Regions from separate parts of the Hordeum vulgare genome. Here region 2 is linked to region 1. The links are chromatin contacts, called in public Hi-C maps. All regions are on one chromosome and are shown on one strand. Each heading gives the region's core, a stretch centred on a gene start, on an enhancer-like site or on the middle of the called end of the contact. The rest is flanking DNA. Distances are from core to core; before and after follow the strand shown.

Region 1 (5,446 bases), core at 982-3,481:
AGGTAATGTTTATGACGTACGACAGAAGCATTGTTTGCTTTATTAGTATAGGAAAATGGCCCGTGCGTTGCAACGGAAGAAAAAAAAAATAATCTTCAATGATGATGACCACATTATATTCACACATCATCACTTGATTTTGAAATTTTGTGCACAAATGCAAGAAAATATTTCTTTTTTAAAATTTATTCACAAGTTAAAGCAATCTTTACATTTTCAAAAAAAATCATGGTTGTCAAAAATCTTGGTAACTCAAAGAATTATTCTTAATTTCAAGATTTTTTTTTGAAAACATACAATAATTATCCGATCCATCCAACAGTTAATTCTTCAAAAATCACACGGGTATATTTTCACAGAGACTTAGAAACATTAATGTTTAACTACACACATTAGATCTTTCATGGACGATTTTACAAATATGAGAACAATTTTCAAATCGAGAACATTTTTTACAATTTACAAACATTTACTAAAAATCATGAATATTTTTATATTTCGAACGGGTTTAAATATTTTCTTTTAAATTGGCGACCAATTCTAGAAAAGGCGAACATAATTTTAGATGTTGGAGTATTTACTTTAAATTCACAAACATTTTTGAAACGCATGAAGTTTTTTTGAATAAACAAACATTTTTATAAGTCAGTAATGTATTTATTAAATTCACGGACATTGTTTTGAAATTTGCAAAAATGTAATATAAAAATCCGGTGCCTTTTTCGAATCCACAAACATTTTATGTTTTCGTCAACATTTTAATTCAAAATTCCTATTTTCAATATGCAAATGCTTTTGTAATTCTAAATTATTTAAATTAGAAGTAAACAAAAATGGAACGGAAAAATTTAAATAAAAAAAGAAACTATCAAAACAGGCATTATCTATTTTTAAAATTTTAGGACATTTTTGAAATGCATTAACATATTTTGAATTGACATTAACAAATGCATTAATAATTTTTAATACATGGAGTTTGATTTGAAATCATGGACTTTTCTTATCTTACAAACATTTTTTCAAACTTGCAAACATTTTATTGCATATGCGAGCATTTTTTACAAAAACTCCGAGCAGTTTTTGAAGTCACAAACATTTGATTTATTAAAATTTGTTGATTTAGAATTTTCAGTTTATTAAAAGTTTAAAGGTTATTTGAAGGTCTAAATTACTTAAAATAGAAAAATAAAATGAAACTGAAGATAAATAAATAAACGGAACTAAAAAAACTGGCGCATGTGCATGGGCCGGCCCATACGGTGTGCTGGATATTCTTGCAGGGTGCAGAGCGTAATATAGGAGGCTTTTACATGGGCCGGGCCAGTCCGAGATTTTTCGCTTTGTGAAACGTTTTCTATTACATAGCGGTGGCATGGTGGGTAATTTATGCAAACTTCAGAGGCAATTTTCATGACGTACCACAGAAGCAATATGTGCTTTATTAATAGTAAAAATAAAGAGGTAGATATTGAGGGATCGTTACCTGTTGAATTACAAGAAACTTCTGGAAAAAAAAAAGAATCATTTTTCTATTTACCGGTGGCATTGCGGTAGTTCATGCGAATTTTAGGGGCAAATTCTATTGTTATTACGTAAAGACTTGCAAATCCTGTTCATTAAACACTCGTAAATGTGTCCGCGCGTAATGACTGATCAAACCTCACATTTGATGTTACCCATTCAAATACCACATATTTTATCCTTTAAATTCATGCAAAGCACCTAAATTGTTTCCTACTCCCTTCGTTCCTAAATATAAGTCTTTCTACAGGTTCAACTAATGGACTACATAGGATGTATATAGACATATTTTAGAGTATAGATTCATTCATTTTGCTTTGTATGTAGACACCTAATAAAATATCTTAAAAGACTTATATTTGGGCACGGAGGGGTAAGTACGCACATTTGATGTTACCCATTCAAATACCACATATTTTAGGGGCGTCTGTCCGGCTGTTCTAGATGCTCTGATCACGCTGACGTCGGCGTGCAAACAAGAGCCACGGCCAAGGACATGATCGACCAGGTTATTTTTTTAACGAAACGCTGCAGGACCAACTTGTTTTCCATCCATACAAATAAATCTTGCAATTTTATCCTTTTGTTTGTGCGACGAACGACTCAATTTTATTTGTTTTTCTCCTCTGGCTAACTAACACATGGGTGACAGTGGTGTCCAATAATAAAATAAAAATATACATGGATGACAGTCATCGTGGTGTGTTAGCAATCATATTATCGACCCACCAAGGTGACAGAGGAAAGCAGAGCGTCAACCGTCGACCAACCGATCGGCGTCGGCATGGCTGCTGGAGACGGCGAGCCGGCGCTGCAGTCCAAGAGCGTGTGCGTGGTTGGAGGCGGCGTGGCCGGCCTGGCAGCGGCGCGCGAGCTGCGGCGGGAGGGCCACGCCGTCACCGTCATGGAGCAGAGCGGCGACGTCGGCGGGCAGTGGCTGTACGACCCGCTGACCGACGGCGAGGACCCGCTCGGCGCCGCAGCGCCGGTGCGCGTGCCCAGCAGCATCTACGCGTGCCTCCGCCTCATCAGCCCGCGGGAGGCAATGGGCTTCTCCGACTTCCAGTTCCTGCCCAGGGAAGGCGCCGGCCGCGACCCACGCCGCTTCCCCGCCCACCGCGAGCTGCACTGCTACCTCCGGGACTTCTGCGACGCCTTCGGCCTCATGGACGTCGTCAGGCTCAACACCCGGGTCCTGCACGTCGCCCCGGCGACGACGGCGACGCGTCAGTGGACGGTCAGGTCCGTGCGGCTCCTCGGCAGCACCGAGGACGATGAGTCGCGGGAGAAGGAGGAGGTGTTCGACGCGGTCGTGGTGGCCAACGGCCACCACTCGCAGCCGATGCTCCCGACCGACATCCAGGGCATGGGTGAGTGGACGCGCCGGCAGCTGCACAGCCACTCGTACAGGACGCCGGAGCCGTTCCGCGGCGAGGCGGTGGTGGTGGCCGGGTGCGGGGACAGCGGCAAGGACATCGCGCTGGACCTCTGCCGCGTGGCCAGGGAGGTGCACCTCGCCGCGAGCTCCGAGGCCACGGCCGCCACGCCGGACGTGTCGAGGATGCTGGCCAACCACGGCGACGTGCTGCGCCTGCACACGCGGATCCGCCGGCTGCACGCCGACGGGCGCGTGGAGTTCGCGGACGGCTCCTCCGTCGTGGCCGACACGGTCATCTACTGCACGGGGTACACCTACTCGTTCCCGTTCCTGGACACGGGCGGCGCGGTGACCGTCGACAGCGACGGCTACGTCGTCGGCCCGCTGTTCGAGCACGTGTTCCCGCCGTCGCTCTCCTTCGTGGGGGTGGTGAGGAAGGTCCTCATCCCGTGGTTCTTCGAGGTGCAGGCGCGGTGGGTGGCGCAGGTGCTGTCCGGCCGTAAAACGCTGCCGGCGGAGGAGGAGATGGTGCGGTCCGTGGAGGAGCACCTCCGCGCGAGGGAGGCCGCCGGCGTGCCGTGGAAGCACACCCACAACATCGGCGGCATCGACCCTCAGAAGATGTACGAGCTCGGGGAGAAGTACTCCGACTTGGCGCCGGTGGAGGAGTGGAAGAAGGAGCTGGTCATGTCCAGCATCGCCAGCAAGATGGCCGACGTGGAGACCTTCCGCGACCGCGCCGACGACAGCGAGAACGTGCGGAAGGGCGTGCAGGCATGGCTCGACTTGAAGCTGGCTGCTCAACCTCGAGCAAAATCCATGTCGACTGTTGCCGATGACGTTGAAGCTGATGCGCGGGCCATGCCCCATGCGTAATAAACCTCATGTCTCTAAATTAATACATTACCAAATAATAATTGTATTACCAAGAGATTTGTGGTGCAAATAATTATATTATCTATATAAATATATAAATGTACGCACTTTGGTTACATGCATTATTGGATAAATTCATATACCTACGGATGGAGATAGTTCTAGGCATTTTCTTTTCTACTGTTAGTGACATGCGTTTTTGCTCCGCTTACATCATGTTATACAAGTCGCCTTAGATGTTGAGAATTTTTGGAACATAACTCCGTCCTTCATTTTCTATATGAATGTTTGTACAAAGTTATATATCATGATAAGACTAAATAAATAATCCATGACTAGTAAAATTATACCATTTGTAGTTGACTAATCTACTTTCATGCACTAATTGCGAAATGCCAATGTTAGCGAAGTTTGAGTGCACTCATTCTTCTCAATCGACACGTCTATGATTCAATATTAATATCTAATTGGACACTAAAGACACATTATTACAATACTTCCTAAATATCTTATCGGGAATTTAAAACAAAGAACATAATCTGAACATATATTTTCTTCAGCCTCGTCAGCAATGTAATATTACATTTACAATATTCGTTCAGTGTAATGGTATACATCTAAAATCAGTGATGGGAGGAGGTGGGACGAGGAATCGAAGTTAGTCGAGGAGGGGTATGGAACGACGTACTAACCCCCCCCCCCCCCCCCCCCTTCTCCTTAATAGTAGACAATAAAACACACTTGTGGCACGGCAATGACATTGTCATGCACTTAAATTGATAACTAGAAAACGTTGCATTATACCCTTTAAGAACATCTCTAGCAGACCCCATATAACTCGCGAAACTGTAAAATAATCATCGGTTTATTTTAGGTGGAAAAAAGGTCCCAATAGAACCCGTAAACGACTCTGATCTATAAAAAAATTTAAGGGGCACGGCAAAAAACTCCTCCTGATCTGCAAAACACAGTTTTCGCGTCCGCTTATACGGTGACCTGTATCGAGAGAAAGCATTTGACGGGGGGCCAACTACCATGGAAACTTCTGCATCCGCCGTCTACGCCGTTCGCCACCCCGGAAGTCGCCCCGCCCGTCCACGGACGCCGGCCGTTGCGCCTGCCCGCGGCCGCTCGAGTCCATTCAGCTAGGTAGCCAGCTACTTCCTCTGCCCGCTTGAATCGATTGAGCGAGCAAGCTAGCTAGCTAGCTAGCTCGTGGATTGATTCAACTAGCTACGGCGACTGCGGCTCCTTATTTGGCCGTTTGGATCGATTCTTGTCGGAAACTCGAACAACTACGGAGGAGCTCGCTAAGACGACGAAGGAGGAGCTCCTGGATCGATCCGGCCACGGACGAGCTAGCTTCGTGCGTTGTTCTGAACGCTGGTGGTTTCGTATTTGACTGCTTCGTGCATCGTCTATGGACACGGGCGAGAGAAAGAAGAAGACTTGAGAAAGAATAAAAAAACGGATATTTGATTTACAGTTTAACTGTAAGAGTTCTGTTCGGTGGCAGCTCAACTAAAACACGTTTTTCGCAAGTTCCGTGGTTTAAGGGGTCTGCTAGAGATGCTCTTAATTTTGTAAAATATGCTCAGGTTTTGTCCAAAGTAGGTGGCAAGAGAAAAAATATGCTACATAGGTGAAAGAGTGGCTATATAAAGGTTTTTG
Region 2 (5,446 bases), core at 931-3,430, 130 kb after region 1:
TACTAAAAAATAGAAAACATGTATTGGAAAAATGCCCAGTGTGCATCCGTAAAATGTTTCTTGTGTGCTCTGAAAATTTACATTGTGTGCCGGGAAAAAAATAAAATATGTTAAAAAACCAATAAAAGAAGACAAAGAAGAAATAAAAAAAGCAAAAATAAAACTGAAGAAAACAAAGAAAACTAAAAAAATGGACCAAGAACAGAACCGTGCAAAGAAAGAAAGAACAATAAAAAAATTGAGAACACGAAGAAAACCAAAGTATAATGAAGGAAAAAAGAAAACTAAAAAAGGTTTAAATACAAATAAAAACCCAAGAAAAAATATAAAGAAAACACAAAAAGGTAAAAATGAAGATAGCCGGTCTTGAGGGACCTACAAGGACCGAAAAGACTACTTGACGCTCTTTGCATCAAATAGTCTGCCAAACGCACAGGGGCGCAACCAACTGGGCCGTCCCATCTCCCTGTGCAAGCAATTTCGGTTTTGCTCTTTTCTTTGTCCTTTTTCCTGTTTCGTTTTTTCGTTTAATTCTTTTTTCTGTTTCTGTTTCTTTCCTTTTTCTTTTATTCTATGCTTATTATTTTTAAAGTAAGTTCACGTTTGAAAACGTTTCTTGACATTCATAAAATATTCTTGCTTTAATAAAATGTTGTAGATTATAAATAATTGTAGTTTTTCAGAAACATTTATAGATTCCAAAACTATTTGGAATTTGTACAAAATGTTCAACATTTTCAAGAAAATGTTCGCTAATTTGAAAAAAATATGATTGCTTCGGTATTCGTTATTCCCTTCACTTTAGTTCCCTCTTTGCTTTTTCTATTTTTTTTGTTTGAAATTTTCTAATATTTGTTGAATTTCAAAAAAATTTCTCGTGTTCAAAACTTTGTTCACCAATTATATTGAAGTGTTTGTGTTTCAAAAAATCTTCCTGCTTCCAAAATGTGTTTATATTTTAAAAAAAATCGTGTTTCAAAAATTGTTCTCGTAGTCAGAAAATGCATGATATTTCAAAAAATGTTCCCCTTTTCATAAATTGGTCACTGTTTATGAAAAATATTCTTGTTTTCACATTTAAAAAAAATGTTCCTGTTTTACGTAAAATGTTTCTCTTTTTTCAAAATTTGTTTACAAATTGAAAACTTGTTCAAATTTTGTTCTCGGTTTCAAAATTTCTTCTTAATATTTAAAAAATGTTCATGCTTTAAGAAATTATTCGCGCTACCACATTTGTTCCGGATTTTGCAAAATTATTCTTGGTTTCAAAGCTTGTTCTCGAAATTCAAAAAATGTTTGTGCTTTAAAAATTTATTCGCGCTTCCAAATTTGTTCGGGGTTTTCAAAATCATTTTCCGTTTAAAACATTAGTTCTCAAGATTCAAAAAATGTTCGGTCTTCCAAATTTGTTCGGGGTTTTTCAAAATTGTTCTTCGTTTCAAAAAATTTCTTCCAAAATTGAAAAAATGTTCGTGCTGTAATAAATTGTTCGCGCTTCCAAATTTGTTCATGATTTTTTAAAATTGTTCCCGATTTCAAAATTTCTTCTTAAAATTCAAAAAATGTTAGTGCTTTAAGAATTTCTTAGCGCTTTCAAATTTGATCGATTTTTAAAAAAAATTGTTCTCTCCTTTTCAAAATTTTATTTTCAAGATTCAAGAGATGTTTGTGCCTTAAAGAGTTGTTCGCGTTTCCAATATTTTTCATATTTTTTGAAGTTATTCTGTATTTGAGAATTTGTTCTCAAAATTCAAAAAGTCTTCGTGCTTTCAAAATTTCTTTGCACTTTTAAATTTCTTCAGGTTTTTTCAAAATTTTGTTCTCCATATTCAAAAAAAATTCGTGCTTTAATAAATTGTCCGCGCTTCCAAATTTGTTCACGATCTTTCAAAACAAATCTACTTATTTTAGGTCTCTGATTTAAAAATGATTCATGTTTTTTAAAAAATGATTGAAAATTCAACATTTGTTAGTTTGGATAAAAAAAGAAAAAAAAGAAAAACGGAAAGAAAAACGAGTCAAAAAGGAAAAATATAAGAAGAAATGGAAAAAAGAAGCAGAAAAAAAGGAAAAAAATGAATATTATCCACTTTTTTAGACAAAAAAAAAGATGGGCCGGTCCAGTCGGCGCCCCCTTTGCGTTGGAGCGACCCGCTGCCCCAGCTAGCGGCAGGTAGAAGTTCCGACCGCTGGGAGTGACAGCGACTAACCGTGCTAACAGTGTTGGTCTGTTTTGGACTGTTGGATGAAGGTCTGATGGTGGAAAAATGAAAGTGCAGCACTTTTTTTTTCAATGTACGTAACAAATGGACACTCCCATTTTCTATACTTACACTTACCATATACAGTATATTTTCTATTTCTAAATAGATGTCACCCACTAGCTACTTTTCCTAGACATGCAACTATGCTACATGAGCAAATTATGTATGCAAGTCATAAATTACATTGCTTTTTGTATTACTCTATCATGCAAGCACCATTTATGAGTTTATTCATGTTAATCATAAGTTTTTTTTTTGCATTAGATTTTGTATTGCCAATATATGTGATTGTCGATTGCACCAAACATATGTAGTTAGCATTCACATATTTGTTAGAAATGACAATCATCTAATTGCAATCATTCTTTTCTCTTTTCATACCTTTTTTCATTTTAAAAATTACATTCCCTTTCCACTAGTTATAGATTTTATTTGTAGCAACTTTCATGCATTCTTTTAGCAAGTTTTTCGCAGCAACGCGTCGGGGCATCATCTACTATGCTTAGTTTCGAAAATTATGGGTGCATTTAGTTGAATAGCCTTGAATTGAGGTGGGAACGCCCATATTTTCGCCTTTTGCGCATGGGTAAGTTATTCAGATACAAAATCAATGCATATGTTTCTCTTTCTTCCTTTCAAGAGCAGGTTCAATTTCCAATGATACTACTCCCGGTATATGGCATGGATCCAGTTAGTTAAACCCTGATTGTAGCTAGACCGGTTTCCCGGTTCTTTTCTTTATGCATGAAATACTCTCTCCGTTTCTAAATATAAATATTCTAAAAAATTACATTACAGAGAACATGCAGGTGTGTATGGATATATTTTAAAGTGTTAATTCATTTATTTTGGTTCGTATATAGTCTGTAGTAAAATCTCTTAGAAGGCTAATATTTAAAAACGGAGGAAGTAAGATGCATGGCCGCGATCTGTGCACGTGGTGCATGACAAGATCTAGGAGATGCATGGCTGCAGTGAGCACGCCCACCTCTTTAACATATAAACACACCAACTAGATTTTTCTTTTACGAAATAACACGTCAACTAGATAGAAGGAGTGCAGTCAAAGATCACTCATACTTCGTCCGGACCAAGAACGACGAAGCTGGCCGAAAGAGCAGACCTCTGGAACCTATTATTCTCATAGTGTAAACTTGTATATATCATGAAGCAAACACGTAGTACACAAATTAGGCAACGCCGATTGAAACCGGATGCCTCCGTTCGTGATATATACCACAACTTGCTACGAAAGCCTGCATGTAATCGACCGACCGATTACGGTGGACCCGTAGTTTTGGAAGGCCCCTGGCCCTGGTGACCAGGGCCGGGGCTATGGCCGGGGGTCGTCTCCTTGTCGACCATGGACTCGACGGCAGGGAAGTCTCTCATGCCGTCGCTTCCCCCGGAGACCCTCCCGGGAACCGTGGTTGTCGCTGCGCTCCTCGCACAATGAACTACCCCCTGCATGGAGATGAAGTGCGCGACCAGGAGGAGGGCGATGGCCATGGCGACAAAGGCTGAAGCAGATGATGATTTGTTGGCCATATTGGAGGCTACACTAGTCGCTACTGGTTGGGTGTTGAAAGGGTGGAGGCATTTGTTCAGCAACTTATATAGCCGCTCGGTGAAGTGGTGATTACGGAAGCTTACTAGTTTTTGTTAGTGACGATGCAAATGGGTTTGCACATATATGCATGCAAAGCACACGATGCTTTCTTTGCATGAGACGATATATAAACATATATACTACAACTAATCAGATGTTCGATCTTATTTAACAAAGTGATGGTCCCATATTCTTGGAGCCAGAATTAGAAACCATGAGCGCGAAACGGCAAAAAAGATGTGCCTATCCGATAAATCGTGGAGACAGCACAATACGGTATCAAAGAATGCAGCATATATAGATGTGGTAATATTCTGTCCTAGGTTTCCCAGATAGATCGGTCGTGTCACTTCTACCTAACCTTCTCTTTCGAACCTTGTATTCCCCACTTCAACAATGCTCACTTTACTGTCGCAAAAAAAAAAAAAAACAATGCTCACTTTACACTTCTTTTTTGAAGAAAAATAGTGGGGCAAACCCCCACCGTACTATTTTTTATATACCACATAAAAAGAAAGTCTGTACATGCAAGCTGGCTTGAGATAAGCGAAGCTAGCCATGATTTGAAATAATAACCATAACTCCTCTTTATCTCAAATCCCAAAAGAACGAGCTCTCAAAGTTTCTCAAAAATATGTAACTCCACTTTTGAAAGGTCGGATCCTAATTTATGAAAATTTTGTTACGTCTGCTCATCCAAATGGCCCAAGCAGTAACGATTGTGATCTCCGTTGAGAAAGTAACATTCAATTTGCTCAATGCTCATGACATGAACAAAAGTTTTTTTTTTAAAAGACATATATGTTTGCGTCTTTGTTAGGACGGACATAATGTCACACCTTTTAGCAAACGGGCAATCGCAAATAAATGATGAAGTGTCTCCCCTTGTGGGAATTGTAAATGTGGAGCTGGACTGCCTTCCTCAAGGGCTTCATTGGAAGTTAACCATGAATGACATCTTTTCAGTAAAATTGATGTATTTGAACCTTACTGATTCTAGACAAATCCTCAAATCGATACATATTTCGAAGGTCAAACTACCCTTATGAATCAATATCTTCATGTGGTTAGTTCATAATTAATGAGGTGATTCTCATTAAGGATAATTTGAGAAAACACAATTGAGAGGACATTAAAAGATGTAGCTTTTATGATCATAATGAGACTATCAAACACCTCTTTATTAAATGTCTGCTAGCCAAAATTTTATGGCGTTTCATTCATATAGCCTTTAATATCATACCTCCAAATAGTATTAACACTTTATTTGGGACGTGATTAAATGGAGTTGAGATAAATACTGCAAAACATATTCATATAGGAGTACACGCTTTACTTTGGGCTATATGGAAGTGCAGGACTGACATGGTTTTTAAAAGACAAACTCGTATAATTTTTTTGCGGGTCATATATAGGGCAACTGCTTTCATCCTTACATGGTCGTTACTCACACCTGCGAAAATCAGGAAGCCTTTGGTTACTGGGTCTACCCATGGGAGAGATGGTAGCTCGGGATATCTACAATCGGTTTGGATGACGGTCCAGTAGTAGGATAGGTGGTTAGAAATCTGGT

Evidence for each region. A called contact is a pair of places that touch in the nucleus more often than the background predicts.
Region 2: a contact with region 1 is called in a Hi-C map of seedling, with 2.9 times the contacts expected there. The contact joins the enhancer-like site here to the promoter of LOC123447556 in region 1. A contact is called at or near these places in 3 of 6 Hi-C or Micro-C datasets (leaf and seedling).

The regions. Positions count from the first base shown.
Region 1 is chr4H:605,872,297-605,877,742 of MorexV3_pseudomolecules_assembly, forward strand. It overlaps LOC123447556 (flavin-containing monooxygenase FMO GS-OX-like 8), which reads left to right and starts at 2,232. Exons shown (of 1, transcript XM_045124161.1): 1 at 2,232-3,917. The coding sequence starts at 2,306. The coding sequence ends at 3,775.
Region 2 is chr4H:606,003,306-606,008,751 of MorexV3_pseudomolecules_assembly, forward strand. No RefSeq gene overlaps it. Among protein-coding and RNA genes, the nearest start is that of LOC123450923, 71 kb to the left of the region's middle. Within about 2 kb of position 2,181, at least 2 of the 3 cell types and tissues checked have open chromatin away from gene starts, as enhancers often do. A contact at or near this core is called in seedling, where this site is marked.